Linked DNA regions of Mus musculus: all the other regions are linked to region 1. The links are chromatin contacts, called in public promoter capture Hi-C maps. All regions are on one chromosome and are shown on one strand. The core of a region is the stretch at or near the end of the contact, and the rest is flanking DNA. Distances in the headings are between cores, read along the strand shown. Region 1 holds the start of Klhl33 (kelch-like 33). Region 2 holds the start of Supt16 (SPT16, facilitates chromatin remodeling subunit). Region 3 holds the start of Mettl3 (methyltransferase like 3). Region 4 holds the start of Zfp219 (zinc finger protein 219). Region 5 holds the start of Hnrnpc (heterogeneous nuclear ribonucleoprotein C). Region 6 holds the start of Arhgef40 (Rho guanine nucleotide exchange factor (GEF) 40). Region 7 holds the start of Chd8 (chromodomain helicase DNA binding protein 8).

Evidence for each region. Promoter capture Hi-C pulls out the DNA fragments that hold promoters and counts their contacts.
Region 2: a contact with region 1 is called in a promoter capture Hi-C map of second pharyngeal arch cranial neural crest. The contact joins the promoter of Supt16 here to the promoter of Klhl33 in region 1. A contact is called at or near these places in 8 of 39 promoter capture datasets (the 3T3-L1 cell line, 3T3-L1-derived adipocytes, cranial neural crest and 4 more).
Region 3: a promoter capture Hi-C map of hippocampal neurons shows a contact between it and region 1, with 3 times the contacts expected there. The contact joins the promoter of Mettl3 here to the promoter of Klhl33 in region 1. A contact is called at or near these places in 5 of 39 promoter capture datasets (the 3T3-L1 cell line, the C10 cell line, cranial neural crest and 2 more).
Region 4: a contact with region 1 is called in a promoter capture Hi-C map of the HPC-7 cell line. The contact joins the promoter of Zfp219 here to the promoter of Klhl33 in region 1. A contact is called at or near these places in 3 of 39 promoter capture datasets (the 3T3-L1 cell line, the HPC-7 cell line and hippocampal neurons) and 1 of 9 other capture datasets (macrophages).
Region 5: a contact with region 1 is called in a promoter capture Hi-C map of hippocampal neurons, with 4 times the contacts expected there. The contact joins the promoter of Hnrnpc here to the promoter of Klhl33 in region 1. A contact is called at or near these places in 5 of 39 promoter capture datasets (cranial neural crest, hippocampal neurons, liver and 1 more) and 1 of 9 other capture datasets (macrophages).
Region 6: a contact with region 1 is called in a promoter capture Hi-C map of frontonasal cranial neural crest. The contact joins the promoter of Arhgef40 here to the promoter of Klhl33 in region 1. A contact is called at or near these places in 13 of 39 promoter capture datasets (the 3T3-L1 cell line, 3T3-L1-derived adipocytes, cranial neural crest and 8 more).
Region 7: a contact with region 1 is called in a promoter capture Hi-C map of liver, with 4 times the contacts expected there. The contact joins the promoter of Chd8 here to the promoter of Klhl33 in region 1. A contact is called at or near these places in 5 of 39 promoter capture datasets (the 3T3-L1 cell line, the C10 cell line, frontonasal cranial neural crest and 1 more).

Annotation. Positions count from the first base shown.
Region 1 is chr14:50,895,701-50,898,932 of GRCm38.p6, forward strand. It overlaps Klhl33 (kelch-like 33), which reads right to left and starts at 1,783. Exons shown (of 4, transcript NM_001370764.1): 1 at 748-1,783. The coding sequence starts at 1,483.
Region 2 is chr14:52,195,578-52,198,815 of GRCm38.p6, forward strand. It overlaps Supt16 (SPT16, facilitates chromatin remodeling subunit), which reads right to left and starts at 1,662. Exons shown (of 26, transcript NM_033618.3): 1 at 1,508-1,662. The coding sequence starts at 1,573. Chd8 (chromodomain helicase DNA binding protein 8) reads right to left here. Exons shown (of 38, transcript NM_201637.3): 38 at 2,574-3,238. The coding sequence ends at 3,015.
Region 3 is chr14:52,303,592-52,306,412 of GRCm38.p6, forward strand. It overlaps Mettl3 (methyltransferase like 3), which reads right to left and starts at 1,533. Exons shown (of 11, transcript NM_019721.2): 1 at 1,297-1,533. The coding sequence starts at 1,396.
Region 4 is chr14:52,019,279-52,022,108 of GRCm38.p6, forward strand. It overlaps Zfp219 (zinc finger protein 219), which reads right to left and starts at 1,455. Exons shown (of 5, transcript NM_027248.2): 1 at 1,245-1,455. It overlaps Tmem253 (transmembrane protein 253), which reads left to right. Exons shown (of 7, transcript NM_001033805.3): 7 at 1-509. The coding sequence ends at 8.
Region 5 is chr14:52,102,667-52,105,922 of GRCm38.p6, forward strand. Hnrnpc (heterogeneous nuclear ribonucleoprotein C) reads right to left here and starts at 1,355. Exons shown (of 9, transcript NM_001170981.2): 1 at 1,223-1,355. It also overlaps a transcript of Rpgrip1 not described here.
Region 6 is chr14:51,983,509-51,986,636 of GRCm38.p6, forward strand. Arhgef40 (Rho guanine nucleotide exchange factor (GEF) 40) reads left to right here and starts at 1,325. Exons shown (of 24, transcript NM_198249.4): 1 at 1,325-1,483. The coding sequence starts at 1,481. Gm16617 (predicted gene, 16617) reads right to left here. Exons shown (of 3, transcript NR_045728.1): 3 at 2,881-3,128.
Region 7 is chr14:52,256,228-52,259,034 of GRCm38.p6, forward strand. Chd8 (chromodomain helicase DNA binding protein 8) reads right to left here and starts at 1,533. Exons shown (of 38, transcript NM_201637.3): 1 at 1,451-1,533.

The DNA of each region.
Region 1 (3,232 bases), core at 533-3,032:
AGTCCACACTGGCCTATGTAGCATAGGCTGGCCTCAAATTCTGGGCAGTCCTCTTGTTCAGTCTCTTTAGTGCTGGAATTACAGACATAAGTCACCACAGTTTGCTTGATTTCTTCATTTGAAAATTATTAGCCCTGAACTAGGTAATCTCTAAGCAAATCTATTGTAACTTTAAGCTTTGTTGTGTCTCCGACAGACTCCATTTCCCAGGTCAGACATATCCTGGTATAACTGCATAGGGGATAACCGCACAGGGGAAGCAGACTGAAGTCTGCTGCCAGAGTCAAACACACCTAGGACAAAGGACACACTGGGAAACTTGTACTGATGGCCTCGGCTGCCCTTTGCTGTGTGCTGAGTAGATGCCAAAAGGCTCTAGCTAATTTGTTTGAGTCAGTCTCTTTCTCCCTGTTTTGCTGCCATGGACTGTACTCTAAGCCCTAGCCATCTGGCTGGAAATTCTAGCTACCAGGGAGGGGGGGGGGGGGGGGAAACTGCCTGAACTATCTATCAGTTCAAATCTGTCCGGGTGTCTAGGAAAACAATTCAACTGCGCATGTGCATTTCTTGGTGGCTCTGGAGAAGCACCAAAAAGGACATTCTTGCTGAAGCAATAATACAAAACTATTTCGCAAGGCTAGGGGGTGTGGATCCATGGTAGAGTGGAATTAAGGCCTTAGGTTCCATCCCTACCACCGCAAAACAAGCAAAACATGCATTTTTGGCAGTTGTCTCACAGACTCTCACCCCGCAGGCGGTAGCCCTCTGCCTCCAGCTCCAAGTCGCACCCGATGCCCTCTCGATACAGACGCTCAATGCTGTGCAGATTCTCCCTCAGCTCCTCTGCCTGGCTGAGCTTCTTTTCATTTCCCCTGGCTTTACCAAGTCCTTCTGGCTTCAGCTGGGCCGCCTTCTTCACCCGGGGTGCTCCCAGCGCCTCTGCAGCAGCCAGCACTTCGTCCTGTGAGGCGGGGCCCAGCACCCCCTCGTAGGCAAAGGTCAGCGCAGCCTCCCAGCCCCTCGGGGTCACATCAAGGCTGAAACTGGGCTGCTGACCCCCACCGCTCAGCAGCCTGCCTCGGAAGAGGCTGCTAATTGCAGCCAAGATCACCCGATGCACCCCATATACCTGTCCCCCCACAGACACCTCTTCATCCAGCAGCAGCTTCTGCTCCCGCAGTCTCTGCGCTTCAGCGAAGAACTGGCAGGGGTGCTCCACGCTGCACAGCATCTCAGGCTCCGCTGAGTCGTCGCTGTCATCCTGCTTCTTCCCTTTCTCCGGAGATGAAGCTAGAAAGGGAAGGTTTCCTGAAACGAAGGGGCTAGGTGGGTCAGGCTCTGCCAGAGAAAAGGAAAACAAGCCGGGATCCTCATCGGAAGAGGGAGACCGGGAGAAGGTTCTTCCGGCAGGCACAGGTAGTTCAAGACTGTCCTTCTCGATAGGAAGGGAGACATGCTCCAAGTCTGAGGAAAGGCTTGCCATCTTCCAGACGCTTGTGAGGTTGCCGCAGGTGCCCAGGCATGAGAGAAGTATACCTGAGCAGCACTCAGGAAAACAGAACTGTCTTCAATTCAGCTGTCAGTCCCTCACTCCGTCCGGTGACACACTAACTTTGGGCTATATGGCGCTAACTAACCATAGGGTTCACCAAGTGCAACAGAACCACAAACGCCTGTAGCCATCTGGCTCAGGACAAAGCCCCGCTTTCCACTCGTTTTCTTTTAATCCCAGGCAGGAGACACCGGGCTTCTGCTTGCCCTCTCTTGAGTTCCCAGTCTGCTTAGGACTGCTGTGTACGGATCCTAGCAGTGCCCGCACTTGGCTAATTATAGCTAGCCTGAGGGCTAAACCCTCATCTCTCAGTGCTGGAAGCTGACACTCAATGCACTGGGCCAAGTCCTGGGATGACTTCCCCTTTCCCTCCTTCCAAACCTGTAGGTCACAAGAGTGTGTTGAGTGGGGAAAATTGCAAAGCAAAGGGAACGCAAACGTTGGGTAGAGTGAGCCAGGCCAGAAGGACTGACTGTTTTCCCAGTTGGTGGCTGGAGGTGACAGGAGGCTAGTGAGGGAGTCTGGAAAGTCTAGACTATAAACAATTAACATTTGACTCATCTTCCTCCATCATAGCTGTGGGATTTGGGGGGGAAATATCTCTTAACATCTGCCTGACTTTGCTGTTCCTTCATAACCCCAGAGGGTGGACCAAAAGCCTAACACTTTACACAGCAGTGATAACCAAACTGAAGGTGTAAATCAGAGATGTGTATTTTTAGGAACTGGTTTTAACAGGTAATGTCTTCTATGTGGCCTCCACTTCCCTTAAGTCCTGAACTCTGGTGGAAATCTCCTGTGAAGGGATTATATGCAGGTACCACTAGGACTGCCAGAAAGTTAAACTCTAATGGCTCTTGTCCTTCCCTAACCGCCCCCCACCCCCCGGCCTCCTGGCCATGCTCTAAGAGAATTTGAACTCACTAGTGGATTTCCTCTTCAGATTCTTCAGAAAGAGGAAGCTTATATCATGTTGTTAGACATGCCTCTAAACCATAGAAGGGAACAGAAGTGAGGCTGCAGGTCCAGTTGGACCAATGCTTCTCAAGGATGGCTTCATCAGGGTGTCCACCAATGGAAGCTCTGAACTCTCTTCTCCCAAGTCACACTGCCAGCACTCAGAGCTGCCTGCTGGATACCAACTGATGTTTTCTTCATACTCCACCCTGAGACTGAAGTCTGCCTTAGTAAGGACAGGGTCAGTAGCCATGTAGGGCCTAGAGCCTGGGTTATAGAAACCAGTTGCCGGGGCTGGAGAGATGGCTCAGTGGTTAAGAGCACTGGCTGCTCTTCCAGAGGTCCTGAGTTCAATTCCCAGCAATCACATGGTGGCTTACAACCATCTGTAATAGGATCTGATGCCCTCTTCTGGTGTGTCTGAAGACAGCTACAGTGTACTCATATAAATAAAATAAATGAATATTAAAAAAAAAGAAACAAGTTGCCCGTCAATTTTCTGGTGACTGTCATCAAATGCTGGTGACTACAACCTGGCTAGATCTTTGGTCTGAACTCTTTGCCCCTTCTCTGGGGTCTGTTTAAATGCAATCAGGCAGGATCAGAAAAGTAATCAAGAGACCCAAATTCCCCTACATCAGTTTCCAAATAACCTTTCCTGAACCTGAATGGTTCCTGAAAGTTTAAGATTTTAAAATAAACAATTTTATGTGGTCATTTCGA
Region 2 (3,238 bases), core at 412-2,911, 1.3 Mb after region 1:
GTATCAAGCCTTTCTACTCAAAAGCATGCTGTGTTAAGTTATGAAAATTATAATTAAAAGCTATGTTACTGTAACAGCCTTAAAAATAGCTTGATGAACTCTGGAAATAGAGAAAACACCAATATGTTTTTAAGGGGCTAGAAAAATGCCCAGTAGTTAAAATCACTGGTTGCCCTTCCAGAAGACCAGGTTTCACATGGACCTAAACAGCAACTAAATACCTTCTGTAATTTCAGTTCTAGGGTATCCCACGCCCTCTTCTGGCCTTCGCAGGCAATGCATGCAGGGTATACACAAACATACATGAATGCAAAATACCCATAAATATTAAAAAAAAAAAAAAGCTTTAAAAGTTTATTATTTCAGGGCTGGCTGTAGAAACGGGGGCTTTTGATTATCATCATTGCATACATCATAACACAGTGACAGTAAATATTCCCTGGATAGGGATATAGCTTAATGGTAAAACACAGAGGTGGTGGTAGGGCCAATCCTCAGGACCAAACAATATAATTTTGTGATAGAGACCACTAAGTCATCTAAAAAAAATTAGCCAATAAAGTGAAAAACCCTATATTATTTTCAGCACGCAATGCATCTTGCTTAAAAGATACATAGGCTTTTTTCTGATGAGGCAGGAAAAACAACCGACTTCAGTAAAGGTTCAATTTTATTTACTAAATGACGAGCCGATTGATACAGTCTCACTATGAAGCACAGGCAGGCTTGAAACTAGTCATTTTCCTGCCTCAGCCTCAGAAATCATGGGATTACATGCAGGAGCCAAGAATGGAGAGGACCAATCAGTATAAGATAGTTTACAAAGCTGAAACCGGAGTTGGTATTTTTTCAGAGCATTTTCGGCTTTCTTTTTTATCAGTTCTATTTCCCCTCACTCACAAGGTTCAGAGCCCAGACGATAGACCGTTCAGACAGTATGAAATCAATCAAACACTTGTGAAGTTAACAAGTTAACTAGCAAAAAAGTAAGTTTGAAATTATGATTATAAAACAGGGAAACTGCCCAATCTTTGGAGAAGCCCTGGAACTTCCACAGCGTTTTCCTCAACACGTGCCCCCGGTATGCTGCCGACATGGGAAACCGGCTTTGAGGCGTCCCATCAATTAATTCTTAGGAGAGCCCGCAGGTTCCCAGCGCTGGGTCTGTGACCCACGCAGGGCCTAAGGAGAAGCAGCGGGGCGCGGGAGCAGCATTTCTCAACTCCAGCAGAGGCCGGGGAGCGGGGAGCGCCAAGAGCTCCGGGCACAGCTTTCGCGCCCCTTTCCCGCAAACGGTAATTGTGGCGGGACCTGGGCGGGCCGCTGTGGCCGCGGGGCGGGCCAGGCGCGTGCGGACCCCGCAGGCGCAGCACGGCGCGGCGAGCCGGACGCTGCCGGGGCAGGCGGGAGCGCGGCGGAGCCGGAGGTTTCTGGCTGAGGGGGAAAAGGGCGCCGGGAAGCAGGCTATTATGGGATGTGGGGCTCCCGGGGGCGCGGGGCTCCTTACCCGCCAGTTACTGTACAATCTCTTCACTCGCCGGTAGTACGCGTCTTTGTCCAGAGTCACAGCCATTGCCCTGGACGCCGCTTCCCGTCGGGCTCCGAGAATCACGCGAGGTCCCAGCTCCGCCACCCGCGCTCGGCCCGGAATCCCGCACTCTCTGTGACCCGGAAGTACCGACCGCCCGGTATCCCCTTCCGCTTCCGGGTCCCTAGAGCGTCGAAGATTTAAAAAGCGAAAAAACCAAACCCACCGCTCGTTCCGTAGGGTGGCGGGAGGAAGGGCAACCGAGGACGCAAAAGTGAAGTCAACAGACCGAGGTGCAGCGCGGGCTCGCGGGCTCTGGAAGCTCTCTCCGGCGCCAGAGGCTCCCGTCACGTGACCCGCCCACTTTCCGAGCTCCGGGCGCTCTGGGCGGCGGGCAGAGGGAGGGGAGCAGAAAGAGCGGGACCCGCGTGCAGCCAGGCGCAGGAGTGAGTCCTCTGCCCCAGGGCAGGCCAGTGACCGCCCCGGGGAAGGCACTCTCAACCAAACACTGCACCCCAGAGGGACGGAGCCCACCTTCGCGAATAAGCTGCGCGGTGGGCAGCAGAGTAGGAAGGAAAGGTTCTGTTTTCCTTTAAGAGATGGGCCGGTAGGGTGGAAGGAAACAAATGGCTCGGAGTGGCTCCTAAACTTTGTAGTTCTTTCCAGCCTCGCGAAGACCCAAGTTGTGAAGGCACCCTTTTTGTCAGCGTGTACTTTTGCTGTATTTCATGAAAAGCCACATTATTCTCTGGCTTTCCCCAAGAATAGTTATCCTGACTAATTGAAAAAAAAAATATGGCTCTTGAAATTAATCCTCGTTTAAGAATGTGAAGTACAATTCAAAATATTTTACCTCTTTATCTTGTATCATTTCCTTGGCTTTAACAAACGGGATAACCCGCCATTATATATGCCTATTGAGGACTACAAATGGCTTTTCTATTAGTTGCAACAGTATTGAACTGTAGGAGAATGGTGTTTAAATTACGCAGCAAAAAACAGTACTTATATTGTGTTTAAGGAAACAGAACATAGGAAGAATGGAAAAGGATTAACTTAAATTTATTAATGCCAAGGGGAAGGAAGGTAACAGTTCCTGACCCTCCAGCTGTAGCCACAGTTTGGCCAGGAACAGGCTCTGCCAGAGGCTAGGGCCAGCGCTACATAGTCTGTGGTTAATGGAGGCGTCTGGGGAGGGGTGAGCACACCAGCTGCTCTAAGCTCCTTTGCTTCCCCAGAAACGAGGAAGTGGTCATTTATTATTTTTTTTTTTTAGGAGTTCCCCTGCCCACCCAATCCTCTCAAAATTGGGAGCAATTGGGTACAAGTTTTTTGTTTTTTTTTGTTTTTTGTTTTTTTCTTTTTCTTTTCACCTCCTGAAGTCTTGGGTTTCCCCATATTGTTCCCTGCCCCTCCCACATTTCCAAAGTCCAAGGGCCAGAGTAAGGGATTCCAGCAGCCACCCATCACGGGTCTATATGGGGCTTCAGTCGTCAGCATCTTCACTGGAGTCTGAGTTGGCTGGCATCATAGGGTCATCAATGAGTGAGAAGTCCCGTTCTGAGCTGTCATAGCCCTGAGATAAATCATCATCTTCTTCATCCTCCTCTTCATCATCGTCCTCAGGTTGCAGTGTTGGTAACCGCAAGGCAGTACCAGAGGTGGTAGTAGCTGGTGAAGAAGGGTAGCCAGTGGTTCTCAAGCCTGGAT
Region 3 (2,821 bases), core at 283-2,782, 1.4 Mb after region 1:
TTTCTTTTTCTTTTCTTTTTTTTTTTTTGGCTTTGTTGTTTTGTTTTGAGGCAGGGTCTCTCTAGGTAGTTCTGGCTGTCCTGGAACTCACTGTGTATACCAGGCTGGCCTCAAACTCACAGATATCCCTCTTGTTTAAAAAAGTGCTGGGATGGGCTGGTGAGATGGCTCAGTGGGTAAGAGCACCCGACTGCTCTTCCGAAGGTCTGAAGTTCAAATCCCAGCAACCACATGGTGGCTCACAACCATCTGTAACAAGATCTGACTCCCTCTTCTGGAGTGTCTGAGGACAGCTACAGTGTACTTACATATAATAAATAAATAAATCTTTTAAAAAAAAAAGTGCTGGGATTACAGGCATGAGCCACCATGAAGGGTTTTTCTCCCTGCTTTTTCTTCTAATCTTCTTTGATTCTCACATAGATTTTTAAGCTCCTTTAAGGTAACAGCAGTGTCTTCTTTTTGCCGAAACCCATGAGTAGTGTAGATATGCAATAAATGTTCACAAATTACGGTGAGACTGAATTTCACCAAGGTCTGCTGTTGTGAGCTGTGAATACTGCAAAGCACTGACATGCTACCCACACATGTAGTATGGATTCGGTATTCTCGCAGAGCTTTGCAACTGGTTTACCTTAAATAATTGAGCTTGTGCTGGAGAAGGCTATTAGGGTAGTACTCTTTTAAGTGCCTTCAATTTTTCTAACTTTGTCATACAAGGGGGAGGGGGAAAATGTTTAAAGACCAAAATCAAGTGTTTTCAGATTCTTGCTACGTTTGTAAACACTTGCACTACTCATTCATTAAGGTCCTAGTGAGAAGGTCCTAGTGAGGACCCTGTTGTGGCTGCTAAACCGGGCTCTGGGGATAGATATACAGAAGCAATCCTTGCTCCCCGCCCACATGGGAAAGAAAAGACAGTGACAAAGCAAACGTTACAACTAAGGTAAAACAGGCACAGAAGCAACAAAACGGGTTTTGCTGGCTCTCGGAATAAGGTACTGAGAGGCTTCACGGACGCAACATTCTCCTAGACAGGACTGGAATGGGACCCAAGGAGAGGAGTGGACCCATGTTGGTGTGGTGTTACGCTTGAAAAACCGACGCCCGGGAGGAGGCACTGCAAGCTTTCCCGCAGGTGGGCATGCGTTTCAGCTACTCGGGAAAGATGGGGTAACCAACAATCGAGGAGTCCAATAAAGGGCTGCTCCGGAAAGGGCGCAGAGCCCGGGGCTGTCTTCCTCTCCAGGAGTCTCTCGCCCCGCCCAGGCCCGCCCCGACCACCCCGCACCTCACCCAAGTGCCCAGAGTCCTGCTTCCGTCGCCGCTGCAATCTCTCGCGAAGCGAGTCCAGCTGTTTCTTATGGGCCTGGATAGAGCTCCACGTGTCCGACATCCTAGCTCCCAGCGCGGACTCGGCTCGAATCAGGCGCGGCGGACTAGCACCTCCCCAGCCTAGAACTAAGAAACATCTAATTCTCACGAGGACGCCCGAAGGCCAGCCGGATAGAGCCAAGATGAAAAGCCACTTCCGGTTGGCGAACCAGCCGGACGTAATCCTCACGGTAGTTCTCTCTCGTGTTTCCGGGAGCGCTGAGGCTGTGTTTGCCATGTTGGTAGCTGGCAGACCCGCCATGTTGTTTCTTTAAGTCGTTAGTGACAACGCATTTAAAATAGCAGGGCTAGAACAAGTGTGAGTGTTTGACGGGTGGGTGTATGCGTGGAGAGATGGATGGACGGGAAGGAGTGAACAGACTGTTAGTCTGGTTGATTGTATATTCTGGTCCTTGCACATACGGTCAAGCACTGTATCATAGATTTCTGCCCTTAAGGCCCCAGATTTTCTAAGTTAAATATTATCTTCCTTCCTTCCTTCCTTCCTCCCTCCCTCCCTCCCTCCCTCCCTCCCTCCCTCCCTCCCTCCCTCCCTCCCTCCCTCCCTCCTTCTTTCTTTCTTTCTTTCTTTCTTTCTTTCTTTCTTTCTTTCTTTCTTTCTTTCTTTCTTTCTTTCTTTCTATACAAAGTGTGTGAAAGGAGAGTGGAGTTTCACTATGTGGTTCTGCAACTCACAATCCTCCTGCCTCAATATCCGAGTTCTGGGAATTCAGGCATATTCTAAGACAAACATCTTAATTAGGGAACCATCTTTTTCAGCGTGAGGGAGCACTCTTTAAAAATGTTCAGGATGAGTGGAGAGATGTCTCGGCAGGTAAGAGCACTCAGTGCTCTCCCAGAGGTCCTGAGTTCAATTCCCAGCAACCACATGGTTACTCATATCCATCTGTAATTGGGATCCGTTGCCCTTTTCTGGTGTGCCTGAAGACGGCTACAGTGTACTCATATACATATAATAAATTTGTTCTTTTTTTTTTTTTTAAAAGAAAATGTGCAAGAAATGGGGAGGTAGCTCAGTAAAGTGTTTGCTGTGAAAGCATGAGATTCTGAGATTCCCAGAACCCACATAAATTTAAGGCAAAGCTGTGTGGGGTGGCAGACATTGTTTTAGCTTAATTTAGAAAAAGGTTTATTTTTGTGTTTGAATATTTGTATATGTGTGTTTGTACACACACACACACACACACACACACACATACCTGGCTCCCCTGGAGACCAGAAGACGGAGTCATCTTCGTGAACTAGAGTTACAGGCAATTGTGATGTACAATGTGGGTGCTAGGGTTTGAACCTGAGTTCAATTCTGTAATAATAAATTGTGCTCTTTACCACTGAGCCTTATCTCCAGCCCATGACTAGGCAGTTGTTATCTCAGTGTTGGAAAGGCAGAGAACAGTAGATCTCCTGGGCTGGCTATCAAACCTAT
Region 4 (2,830 bases), core at 205-2,704, 1.1 Mb after region 1:
ATGAGTGAGTGGGCAAGACAGGTGCCACTGTCCCCCTACGCCAAGGGGGACATCTCCAGGCACTTCTGCGTCTTGCACCTCCCTTGGACTATAACTGGACTTCCCCCAGAATGTGCCTGAAGCCCAGAGTGCCCTCAATTTCCCCTCAACCCAGGCCCATTTCTCTTCTCTTCCCCACTAGAGGGAGATAATTTCTGGACTAGAGACCTCCCTCACCTCACGCCTCGTCAAGCAGCTTCCTCCCTTGCATTCTTCGACTTCTTCCTCCCTGCCTCTCCATCCAGCTTCATTTCACATCTGCCTCCTCTCACTGTTCACCTTTCACAATCCCATCCACTCCAAGCCGGGTTGCTGCACCAGCCAACCCAGAATCCGCGTCGGTTGTGCTCCAGGTCTCCCTTGGATCCGGGTCCTGCCTAATTCACCCGAGACTACAAATCCCAGGATGCCCCGCTACCCCGTGACCTACTGCAAAATAAAGAGCCTTCCCTCGGCGGCGGGGGCGCTGTGCATCTGCTGAGTGACGCCAGGCGCTGGGAGCAAGGCCTAGCCGAGTTTTCCTCGGACGCGACCACTGGCCCCGCGTGCGGGGAGGCGCCGGGAGGGCCGTCGCGCACAGAGGCGCCGCCACCGCGGCCAGGTCACCGCCACCGGCTGCGGGTCTCTAGCCCTCGTGCCCGCAGCTGCCGGTACTGACAAAGGCTGGGGGTCGGCGCCGGGCCAAGCCGCGCTTCCCCTGGTGCTGCCGCCGCGCCCCTCGCGCGAGTGCCCAGGTTCAAAGTCCTGAGACTTGGAGCGCGCGCGAGAAGGGGGTTGGAGATGATGAGTCAGAGGCGCCGGCCCTCCTCGCCCCCTCCCCCCCGGGCCGGGAGCTGGAGAGGACAGGCTGGCTGGGCAGGCGGGGGTACCGACCTAAGACTTTCCCGCCTCTAGCGAGCACGCTGGTGGACCGAGCCCGCGTGGCCGCCACCCTTTCCAAGGCGGGAGCAGGACTGCGCAGGCTCAGCCTTTCGGCCGCCCCCGGCGGGCCTTTGATCCCTGCAGCGGTACGGTCGCTGAAGCTCTTTTTGTACTGTGCCCACACCACTTATGACCTCTGCAAGTGTACAAAGATGATAGACTCGGTTGGTTTGGGGGAGCGGAGAAAGCCCAGGAAAACGGTGGATCCCAATAGCACCGGGGAGAGGGGGGACAGCTTAGTAGCTGCTAAAAAGTAGAGATTGACTAGGCCTAAGAGAACTCACCCCAAATTCACATAGTGCCCGGGATGGGTGTTCGCCTCACATTCATTTTTGTTCCCACTTGAGAAGGCTTCTTTTCCCTAGAGAATGCTGCTTCTCCGGGCTCAGGCAAGCCCAGGTACCAGTGAGGCTAGAGCGCAGCCTGGCTGGCTTGCCTTGACATTGCAGTGGCGCCAGCTGCAGATCCTTTCTGTTTGTGACACCTTGGGAGTGGTAATAGTCGCCCTATGACAAAGTTACGTGTGAGTATTAGTGGGTGGAGACAGATCTGGGATCAGGCTCTGGAATGGAGAGAACGCAATCCGGGCCTCCTCCATGTTTTCTCTTCCCCCAATCAAACTGCAGGGATAGTGAAGGGCTCTGAGAAAAGAATATTTTTCTTCAAAGTCAGGACGTAGTGGCCAAAGAAACTATAAAGAGAAAACAGCAATTAGCTGTCTTCCAGCTTTTACCGCGGTAATCGGAAACCTGGATATTGCATTCTGCATCTTAAGAGAAACTCAAGGACCGTATAAATGGGTCTCTTAACAATGCTGAACACTCAGGGCCAAAACCTCTGGTTTTATTTCTCATTACTTTGTGTCCAGAATAACCGACAAGGGCCTTTGTTCATTGTAAATTATTAAGATCCTAAGATGCTGGAGGCTCAATTTTTTTTCCTTTTCTTTTCTTTCCTTTTCTTTTCTTTTCTTTTCTTTTCTTTTCTTTTCTTTTCTTTTCTAAAAGGCAGGGTCTCACATGTATCTTTGCCTGCCTGGAACTTGCCATGTAGACCTTGATCCACATGCCTGTAAGTGCTGGAGTTAAAGGCACGTGCCACTCACCATGCTTGACTGAGCCTTACTGTATGAAGACCCTACTGTGTCACCATAAGTTTGCCTCCCCCACTACATCGTGAACTAAGTGTGAAGAATTGTTTATGAATTCTGCAGTGCTGCTCGCCAAATGGATACATGTTAACTTCCATCACAATTGGTTGGCCAAATTAAGTCGTAAAGCCTCACTCAGTTTCCTGGGGAAGATACTATAGAATATGAGGGGGAGCAAACAATTTAAGGAAAAGGTTGGAAATTTGTGGTGAAGCTTGAATGGCTCCGCAGTTGGGATTTGTCTACTAGCAACCATGCCTATTTCTCCTTGTTTAGTTCAGTGAGCTTCCGTGTGAAATTCTTAGTGGGAGAAAAACAAGACCAGGCGTCAGGAGACCTAGATTCTGGCTCTGTTGCTTGAGCGCATAAGATCTGTCTGAACTACACTTCATTTGCATGGCCATTACACCATGCTTCTTCTGCTTATCTTACTGAATCATATGGCGAAAATAGAGTCATGCACAAGACCTCTAAAATGATGAGGCCCTTGAGAGGTGGAAAATAAATTGTCTAAGAAGGCAGATAATGGTGTAAGTGAGTGAACTAGATTGCCTGTGAAGTGAGAACTGCTGGGAACTCAGCAGTACACACTGCTAAATGGATGTCTGTCCTCAACTCCACCAGCTACTGCCGTGGGCAGCTCTGGCTCCGGTAGTGCCATGGTTTCCGGATTTGAATAGAAGTCAGAAATTTAGAACACTCTTATTTTAAGTATTAATA
Region 5 (3,256 bases), core at 105-2,604, 1.2 Mb after region 1:
AGGCCAGCCTGGTCTACAAAGTGAGTTCCAGGACAGCCAGGGCTATACAGAGAAACCCTGTCTTGAAAAACCAAAAAAAAAAAAAAAAAAAAAAAAAAAAAGAACTCAACACCTACAAGAGAGAAACTAATTTGTTTTTAAGCACGGTTTTACTATGTAGTCCTGGGCTGCCTTGCAATGGGTAAGGGGTCCTGTCTCAGAGCCTCCACAATACAAAGATTACTGGCCTGCACTATCATACATAGCTATAAACTGCCTTTTTGAGTTTTAGAGGGATAGGACTAGTACTGAGGTAGCTGTAAACCCTTGCTGTGCCTTTTAATTATTGTTCCCAAGTCCAGCTTGAAATTTTTCTGCTAACATCCGTGTCAGGTCCCCTCCCCCCAAAAATAAGCCTTTCCCCCTATTTATTTATTTACGAAACAGAGTTTCTCTGTGTATCCTGGGCAGTCCTAGAACTCAAAGAGATCTGCCTGTCTCTGCCTCCCAAGTGCTGGGATTAAAGGCGCGCACCACCTAGAAACTCAGTGAAAATACTTGACCTGTCTAGTACGATCCTGTCAACCGCTTCTAAGGCTCAATTCTCTCTATGACAGTAGTACCTACCTCAAGTTCCACTAACTTATGATTTGTAACCTGCAGATAAAATGTGAGCTGTAATTATTCCAATTAAAATTAATCTTCCGCACTTCCCTTTACAAACACAAGCACTCCGACTTTTAACCATTTTACCCCTAGAGGAAAAAAGTAATGATTACTCAACCTATTGTTAAAACGCCGTTCAGATGCCATGTAGCCAGCCTGGAATTTAGAAGCTTCCAGTCCGACACCACCATGTTATCGCTCCCCTACCCCCACCCAGCGTCTATCTTCGGAAGTGATAACGGAATCCGTAAGATATCCCCGACAATTACATCAACAAGCATTTCGTTCTTCGCTTTCTTGGTCCCCCCTTGGAATCCCTGATGGGCAAAGAAAATCAAAGTAGCCGTTAAACCCGAGCGCGCAGACAGGGTATTTTCGTACGCACCGTGGCCTGGAGGTCACTAGGTTGACTCCGCGCCAAGGCCGAGGCCCTGTTGCCTCCCGCATGAGACCCAAGTCCCCACCGCACGGGAACAAACGCGGCCTCGGCTTCTGCCGCGAGGCCGGTTTCCCCCTTACACACGCTGGCGGGGCCCAGCAGCCCAGGGCCTCCCCTGCACTCGCCCCCTTCGCTTACCAAAAGGAAGGAGAGAGAGAAGAGACCGCCTCTCCTACTGCGAGTCTACGCCGAGACGCCGGAGCTACAACAGCGAAGAACCACACGACCGTTCGCTCTCCGTCTCCTCACAAAATGGCCCCCGAGCTCCTCTGCCGCCGAGGCGAAAGTCCAGCCCCCGCCTCGTTCCTGGAGGCGTTCCTATTGGCTGTGACTTTTCTCGCTCCCGCTCCTAATTAGCGAGCGCTACCGCTCCTCACAATTCCGTCCAATCATAATCCGAGGTGGGTTGGGCTAATTGCGAGAATTTCCACATGCGTAACAGAGGCTAGTTAGTAATTGGTTCAGCTTCATGCCACTTAGTGACTGACGGATGGTTATTGGTCAATGTACCAGACGGAAAGCTGGGTGGAATTTTCGCCTTTGTATCGCGCACAGCTTCTCATCCGGGTATCCGGCGGATCTGACTGACGGCCGCATCGTCCTATCAGTGCTTCTGAGAGCTCCCAGGTCCGGCCAGATCACCGCATTTCCGCGGCGCGGGGGTGGGAGAGCCTGGGTGGAGTCTGGTAGCGGGTGCAAACGGCCTGCCCTAGCCCCAGGCCTAGGAAAAGGGAAACGCAAACAAGCTTCTGAGAAGGGAGGAGAGTTATCTCTAGGCCGTCTACTAGCTCTGCAGTTATTATCAAATTCAGATCCCTTCTTTCTGCCAGATTCTATAAGCTGTTGGGAGGACATGGCCTTCTCAGTGAACAGCTCCCCCTCCAAACCAACTGGGTTCTGTAGTTCTCTCCTGCAGGAGCAATTACCCGACCTCCTATAAACCCGCTTCCTTGTCCCAAGTCGCCACACAGTCTGCAAACCCAATGGCCAGCCACCTCAATTTCCCACTTTCTAGAATAGACTACTTAATCCCCTCAGGTTTGGTCTGCCACTAAAGCTCTGGTTATACTGTAGGAACATTAAATACACTGAAATGTATATATAGCTTACGGAGAAAAGGAGATTGTATCCCAGAAAAATTTCCTGATTTTTTTTAATCTTTAGATCTTTAAACCTTTGCCTTTTTCTTTCTTTCCTTTTTTTTCTTTTTTTTTTTTTTTTAAGAAAAAGATTTATTTACTGTTTTTATATGAGTACACTGTAGCTGTCTTCAGACACACCAGAAGAGGGCATCCGATCCCACTACAGATGGTTGTGAGCCACCATGTGGTTACGATCAGGACCTTTGGAAGAGCAGTCAGTCCTCTTAACCTCTGAGCCATCTCTCCTGCCTAGCCTTTGTCATTTTCAAAAGATTTATTTTATGTAAACCAGTCCAACGAGTTTATGTGTTCCCAATTTTACATCTTATTTTTAAAAAGAAAAGTTTGGGCTAGGTAGTGTTTCAAGTGCAAGCCAGCCTGGTCAAGTTTCAGGACAGCTAGAGCTATAGAGTGAAACTCTATCTTGAAAAAACAATAAATATAAGTAGGTAGGTAGATTGACAGACAGACAGACAGACAGATAATTGGGGAGCCAGAAAGATGGCTTAGCAGTTAACAACAACTGCTGCTCTTCCAAAAGACAGAGGTTCAATTTACAGCACCCACAAAAGGGCTCATCGTATAACTCCAGTTCCTGGAGGTTCCAACACCCTCCTCTGGCCTCTGGGCACCAGGCACACACATCATACACAGGACTCTTTTTACAAATTAAACAAGACTCAGTGATCGGGAGCTTGCTTAACACACCCAAGGTCCTTAGTCCAATCCCCAGTACAACAAAGTAAGAGACAAATAGAGAAAGAGTGGAGATCTGTGTGTTGCTGTTAGGGAAAGCTTCTATTTCTCTCTCTCTCTCTCTCTCTCTCTCTCTCTCTCTCTCTCTCTCTCTCTCTCTCTCTCTCTCTCTCCCTCTCTCTCTCTCTCTCTCCCTCTCTCTCTCTCTCTCTCTCTCTCTCTCTCTCTCTCTCTTCCCCCTGAGACGAGACGGGGTTTCTCTCTGTGGCCTTGGCTGTCCTGGAACTCACTTTGTAGACCAGGCTGGCCTCGAACTCAGAAATCCACCTGCCTC
Region 6 (3,128 bases), core at 75-2,574, 1.1 Mb after region 1:
TTGGAGATAGCTCCACAGTTCTTGCCGGTTAATCACAGGGTTTTCCCTGCTTGAGATTCTTTTTTAACCCTATGAACCAGAGGGCTCGTGTCATCCCCATGAATTAAGTTTCTCCCTTCTCCAGACCCACAGGAAAAGGGGCAGAATGTAGCATCCTAAGATGAAAAGAGCCTGTCATGGAGGCCCTTTCTTCTCCTCCTGCTCCAAGCCTCATCGACTGTATCCACTACCACACGTCTTCTAAATAAACTTTACCCTCTAACTGCAATGCCAACACCTTCACGATCTCTCTGGGAAATGAGTACCTTTCAGATCGCCTCCCAAATGTCCACCTTTTGGACCAGTCTGTGACTCAGAGACAGGCAGGGCAACCCCTTGATGTGCTGCGGTTCCTCAAGCCTTTTTGAGAGACCCCACTCGGCCTTCACTTCCATGTAGAAGTGATACTCGAGTTTGTAGGTGAGGCAAAAAAAAAAAAAAATTAAAGGAGCCTAGCCCCTTTTGTCTGAAGTGTAAGATAATAGTCACTGCCAAAAGCCCTAGCATATGGGCCACTATCGCCCTGCAACAAGAAGGAAAGATCTGACATCAGTACTAAAGCGTGGGGTCTAATCCGGGAACTGTTGCTTCCCCTTCTCTAACCGCAGAGCAACAGGGGTCTAAGGTAGAGAAAAAGGCAAAGGCAGCGTGGAGCAACTCCGCAAACGCCCCCAGACCCTACAGAGGGATCCTGATCCCGGGGCCCTGGCCTCTCAGCCGTGACACATATCCCCCCACCCCACATGCCAAGCCTTTACTTCGTAATTCCCCTCATCCCCCGCCCTCCCCAGGCTGCACACAGGAGCCCATTGTAGTCTCATGGAGCCTTGAGACCCAAGAAGGTGGAAGGGGAAGAAGGGCGGGCAAACGCCCAAGGCTTGGGGGAATACCCTAATTTCCCGGCCTTCAGCTCTACCTAAAGGGAACTAAAGGCTGTGGATCGACCTGGGCCCCAGGACCTTGCCAAGCCTTGCCACGGACCGGAGATGTGTCATGGACCCTAGAGATGGAAGAAGGCTTTTGGCCGCCGGGCAACCTGGGACCTAGGCGGGTCCCCTGCAGGGTCCCGAGCTGAGGCTGAACTGATCCCGCAGAGCGAAGAAGACGCGGGAAACCCGGGGCGTCCTCAGCTGGGCGGTTCTCGGAGGGGGCGGGGCGGGCTGGCAGCAGACAGCCAGGGGAGCGGAGGCGAGGCTTGTGGCCAGGGTTGGGGGGGCTTCTCGGCTGGGGTCCCGGGCTGGGCGGGGCGGTGCAGGCGGCCGTCTCGGCCCTCCCTGGCGGGGCCCCCGCGGCCTGGGCTGCCGAACGAGCGGGGAGAGCCGCGGTCGCCGCGCGAGTTGTCCTGCAGCTAGACCCGGCGAGACTGAGCGCCCGGAGGGAGGCGGTGGCTCACCCGCCCCGCCCGCCCGCCGGAGAGTGGGACACCTCCCGACGCCGAGCCATGGTGAGTCCCGCGAAGCACCCCGGTGTCCCCTCGGCCTTCGCGCAGCCCGCTCCGGGCCCCCAGCCCCGTGCCTCTTGTGCCCGCTTAGCGCTCCTTGGCGCTTCGGAGACTCTCCACCCTCCCATCCCCCCTTCTTTTCTTCGATCTGCGGTCCTGCTGCCTGCTCAGTCCCTACCGAGTATTGCCATGACCCTTTCTTTCTTCTGTGCCACCTCCCCATCCTTCGATGGTCTTTGCACACATCCCACCCCCGGTCTTTTTGGTCCTACCCAGTCTTCTTTTGCTGAGTTTTCCCTCCCCCTCCCTATCTCAGTTTTTCACTCCTGGAGACCCTCTGCGAGTTGGTCTGGCGGCAGCCCTTGAAAGGGCACTGTCCTGGGTCATGAGAACTGACCTGCCTGGAACCACCATTTTCCATCCCAGTCCCCAAACCCGGTGAGATGGGCCCACCCATCCGGCCCTGAGGGACTAGCCACAGCTGTGGCTGGGCCAGGGCCAAAGGGCATGTCCAAAGGGAAATTCCCTCACAGAAAGGGGGCTGTTTGGGGGTGGGTAGGGGGTGTTCCGCAGTACCAATGGGCGTGACGTTGCCAGAGCCAAAACCATAGTTTTTGGGACAAAGTTCCCCGAGGTTCATGCAGCTGCAGGGAACTGAGCTGTTCCTGACAGTGCCTGCCTCAGAGCACTGTCGCTGCAGGGAGGGATCTGGATGGAATCCTGTAGAGCAGAGGCTCGGAGAGCAGCAGCTCAGGGTACCAGAAGCCCATGTCAACCAGAGTGAACACTAAGCCCGGAACTTTCCGGCCAGAAGTACTATGAAGTACTACGGGGAGAGCGCCCACTGCCCAGGCGGGTGCAGCCTATAATGCTCATTGCAGAGTGGAGGAGGGGGAGAGGCCCTGCCAGGGCAATGTCTACGGAGAGTCTGGGAAGCATCACCCTGCTCAGAGGGTTGGAGCAAGACAGGAACTAGGCCAGTGAGCGCTGACTCAGTCTCGCCCGTCGTTTGGTCCCAGCCGACCAGAGGCCTGGTGTCTTGGGCTCCTGCCCACCTCCGCCTGCTCCAGACCCCTCCTCCCCTCCTGCCGAGGCCGTTTCCTGTGGCTGCGACTCTTGTTCAGCCATGAGCTCACCGCCCCTAATGGGTTGCAGCTGCTTCGCTGCTCAAGCAGTAGCTCCCCGGATCCTAACTTCGGAGCTCGGGCCCACCCAACCTCACCCCTACCCTTCTTCCCACCCACGTACACAGTCCTGAGAACACTGAGGGTCTGTCTGCTCGCCCACACCTTGGAGCCAAGTTTGGGCTCTGATAACACAGAATGCTGGTCTCTGGGGTGTCTGAATACCCTAATCTTCCCAAACAGCCGGGATTAAGCAACTCTGGCTGGAGAGATTTCAGAGTAAAATAAGTAATTTTTGTCTTGGGGTGGAAGCAGAACCGTCTGCAATGGGTAGAGAGCTAGTAAATGCAAAGAGAGGTAGAGAAATAAATACTGCAAAATACTTTCCTCATTTACAGCAAAGACATCTGATAAACGGAACTTAAAAAGCCATCTTGAGAGAGATATGGACATGCAAAGAAGTAGACCCCAGAGTTGTTGTTTAGGAAGTGAGTGAAGAAACGTAGCCCAATGAATGATTCACT
Region 7 (2,807 bases), core at 283-2,782, 1.4 Mb after region 1:
GTAAAATAATCAGGGGTTGTGGTGGGATCCTTCATCTCAGAGCCCCCCCCCCCAGCCCCAAATGGCCAGCATTACTAAAAGATATGACACCCAAGGAAAAACAAGTTAACAAAAAAAAAAAAAAAAAAAAAAAGAAGAAGAAGTTGCCCACTTCCTGCCCTAAGAAATTGATTACAACTTGTGGAACCTGCAGGGTGACCATAAAAAGATATTTTTAGGCAGAAGACACTCTGTAATCAAAAAGACAATATCCCAGCAGGGGCCAGAGGTGCACGCCTTTAATCCAGGCAGAGGCAGGAAGATCTCAGTGAGTTAGAGGCCAACCTGGTCTACAAATGGAAAGCCAGATATCCTTTCAAAAGAAACAACAGCAACAACATAAGGGAAACATTCAAATTGCAAATCCATGTCCTAGAATCTGATGTGCCCCCCCAAAACGACCTCAGTTGGCACTAAGCCAGTCTCTGAGTTAACAAACTCAGAACAGAGATTCTGTGGACATCGATGTGATGGCAGAATGCAGCAAAATCGCTAAAGCAAGGTCCTCACTCGTGTCTGAGATGTCTCACTGTGTCTATCTTTTGAAAGAAAATTACGTAGCGTTTAAAATCCGACTTCTGGCTCACTTTGCTCACTCACTGCGAAGACTGGTTCACTACATACCTCCTCTGGGAAGCCTTTAACGACGTCAGGACTGCCCCTTAAAGAGGCGCTGCTGCGTATGCACAGCTGCAGCAATGGCAAGCCGACTAGAAACAGGTAAATTAAGACACAAAAAAACCAAAACAAATTTTAAATAATATTCGCCAAGAGGCAGTCCTCCTCTAGTGAAGAGTTTACATAATGTGTCAGAAAACCAAAGAGCTCTGCAGACCTGTCAAGGAAGACACAAGACTTGTGCTGTTCGTTTCCTCGTCACCTCTACTTTGCAACAGCCCCGCAGAAATTGGGAACATAATAAATCCGAACACGTTCACCTCAGGCTTCCCTACCCACATTTACTAAAAACATTAAAGATAAGAGAGGAGAGGGAAAAAGAATCCAGCCAAAACAAACTAAAACCCTGGCCTCGCACTTCTGACTCCAACGTATGGAGTAACCTAACCGAGCAGGGGAGTTTTTCTTCTTGGGAAAGGAGGAAGAAGAAAAAGGCAACTGTCTCGAATGTGCGCCTCGCCCAGCAGTGCCATGACAAGCTCCAAAACTCCACGCTGGCCCTAGCAGCTCCCTCGCGGCCCGTCCCAGCACGGCCCCGCGGCCCGTCCGGTCCCCAGCGCCTGCCTCTCACAAAGGAGAGTGGTTCAGCCCCGAGCATCCCGCACCTGATCACCGCTCGGCGCTGCACCCGCATGGGTGCGAGCGAGCGAGCAAGCGAGGACGTTGTTACCCCACCCACTACCCGCCCAGGCTCCGACGAGGCTTGGTGGAGCCGCGCGTGCCGCAGGCTTACCTGAGCCAGTCCTGCGGCTTCCTTCCCTGGGCAAGAGTTGCAACCCACCGTCCGGGAGAACAAGGCGCCTTCCGGCGGAGCACGGCCAGCCCTCGCCGCAAGCAAGCTTGCTAGTCCTCCATGCGCCTGGGCCCGCCCACCGCCCTCCATCTACCAATGGCGTGGCCGGAGCCGGGCGCCATCCAGGAAGTCTCCGAAGGCTGGGAGGGCCTGAGGCTGGGAAGGGTACGTAGGCAACCGCAGATATGCCTGCTTGGAAATCGGAGCGGGCGGCGGGCTGGCAGGCCAGGCCTCTGACCCCCGCCGCTGGGGGCGCTGCAAACCCGGACAGCACCTGCTACCTGTCTCGGGAGGCCATCTTGGGTCGACTGGCTTGGTGATCTCCCACGATTACGTATAGGAATGTGAAGGCCTTTTTGGAGTTCTGTTGGTCCGTTTTGGTCCAGCCCCTACATGCCCTCCTCTCATGTACTCAGGATGCCTGTCAGTCATGGGGAGGAACTCTGGAAAAACGTTGAACAAGACTGGAAACAAGCCCCACCACCTCTTAAACGTAGGAATGATGCTGGTTTATCAAAGAAGCCAACGATCAGTTTTTCTGAATGCCACTTCTAGGGTGATCCTTGACAAGCAGGATTATCAACACATAATCGACACGGGTTTTATAGCCATTCTACTTGCTTATCTATGCACGTTTCAGATTTTCCAGTATTAGAGTTTTGTTTGTTTTTTTGAGACAGGGTCTCAATATATCAGGCTGGCGTTAAACACAGAGATATGGTATTTGAGGCATGAGCTACCACGCCCTAGACCAGTGTTCCGATTTTAGCAACCCAAAATTCTGAGTCATTTAGTAATATCGGGAGTGAGGAATTTCACTTAAAAAGCAAAGGACCTTAAATTTACCAATAGTTCCAATTACTACGCACGAATACACACTGGGAAACAAGACTTATCAGAGGTACACTGACGGAGTCATTTATTCTGGAAAGAAGCAAAATTTCACCATAGGTCAAACTACACTGAGAAAGGTGTTCCTGCATTTTCTAAAGTTCTGCCGACTACATTTCCATACAAGAAGGGTTTTTTGGTTGTTGTTTGTTTGTTTAAATACCAGTATTAGAAAACTCGAGGAAGCCGGGCGTGGTGGTGCAGGCTTTTAATCCCAGCTCTCGAGAAGCAGAGGCAGGCGGATTTCTGATTTCGAAGCCAGCCTGGTCTACAAAGTGAGTTCCAGGACAGCCTGGGCTACACAGAGAAACCCTGTCTTGAACCAACCCCCCCCCCCCAAACAAACAAACAAACCTGAAGGAAGCTTGAGCAACACAGCAAAACCTGCAAAATTTGTTTTTAAAGA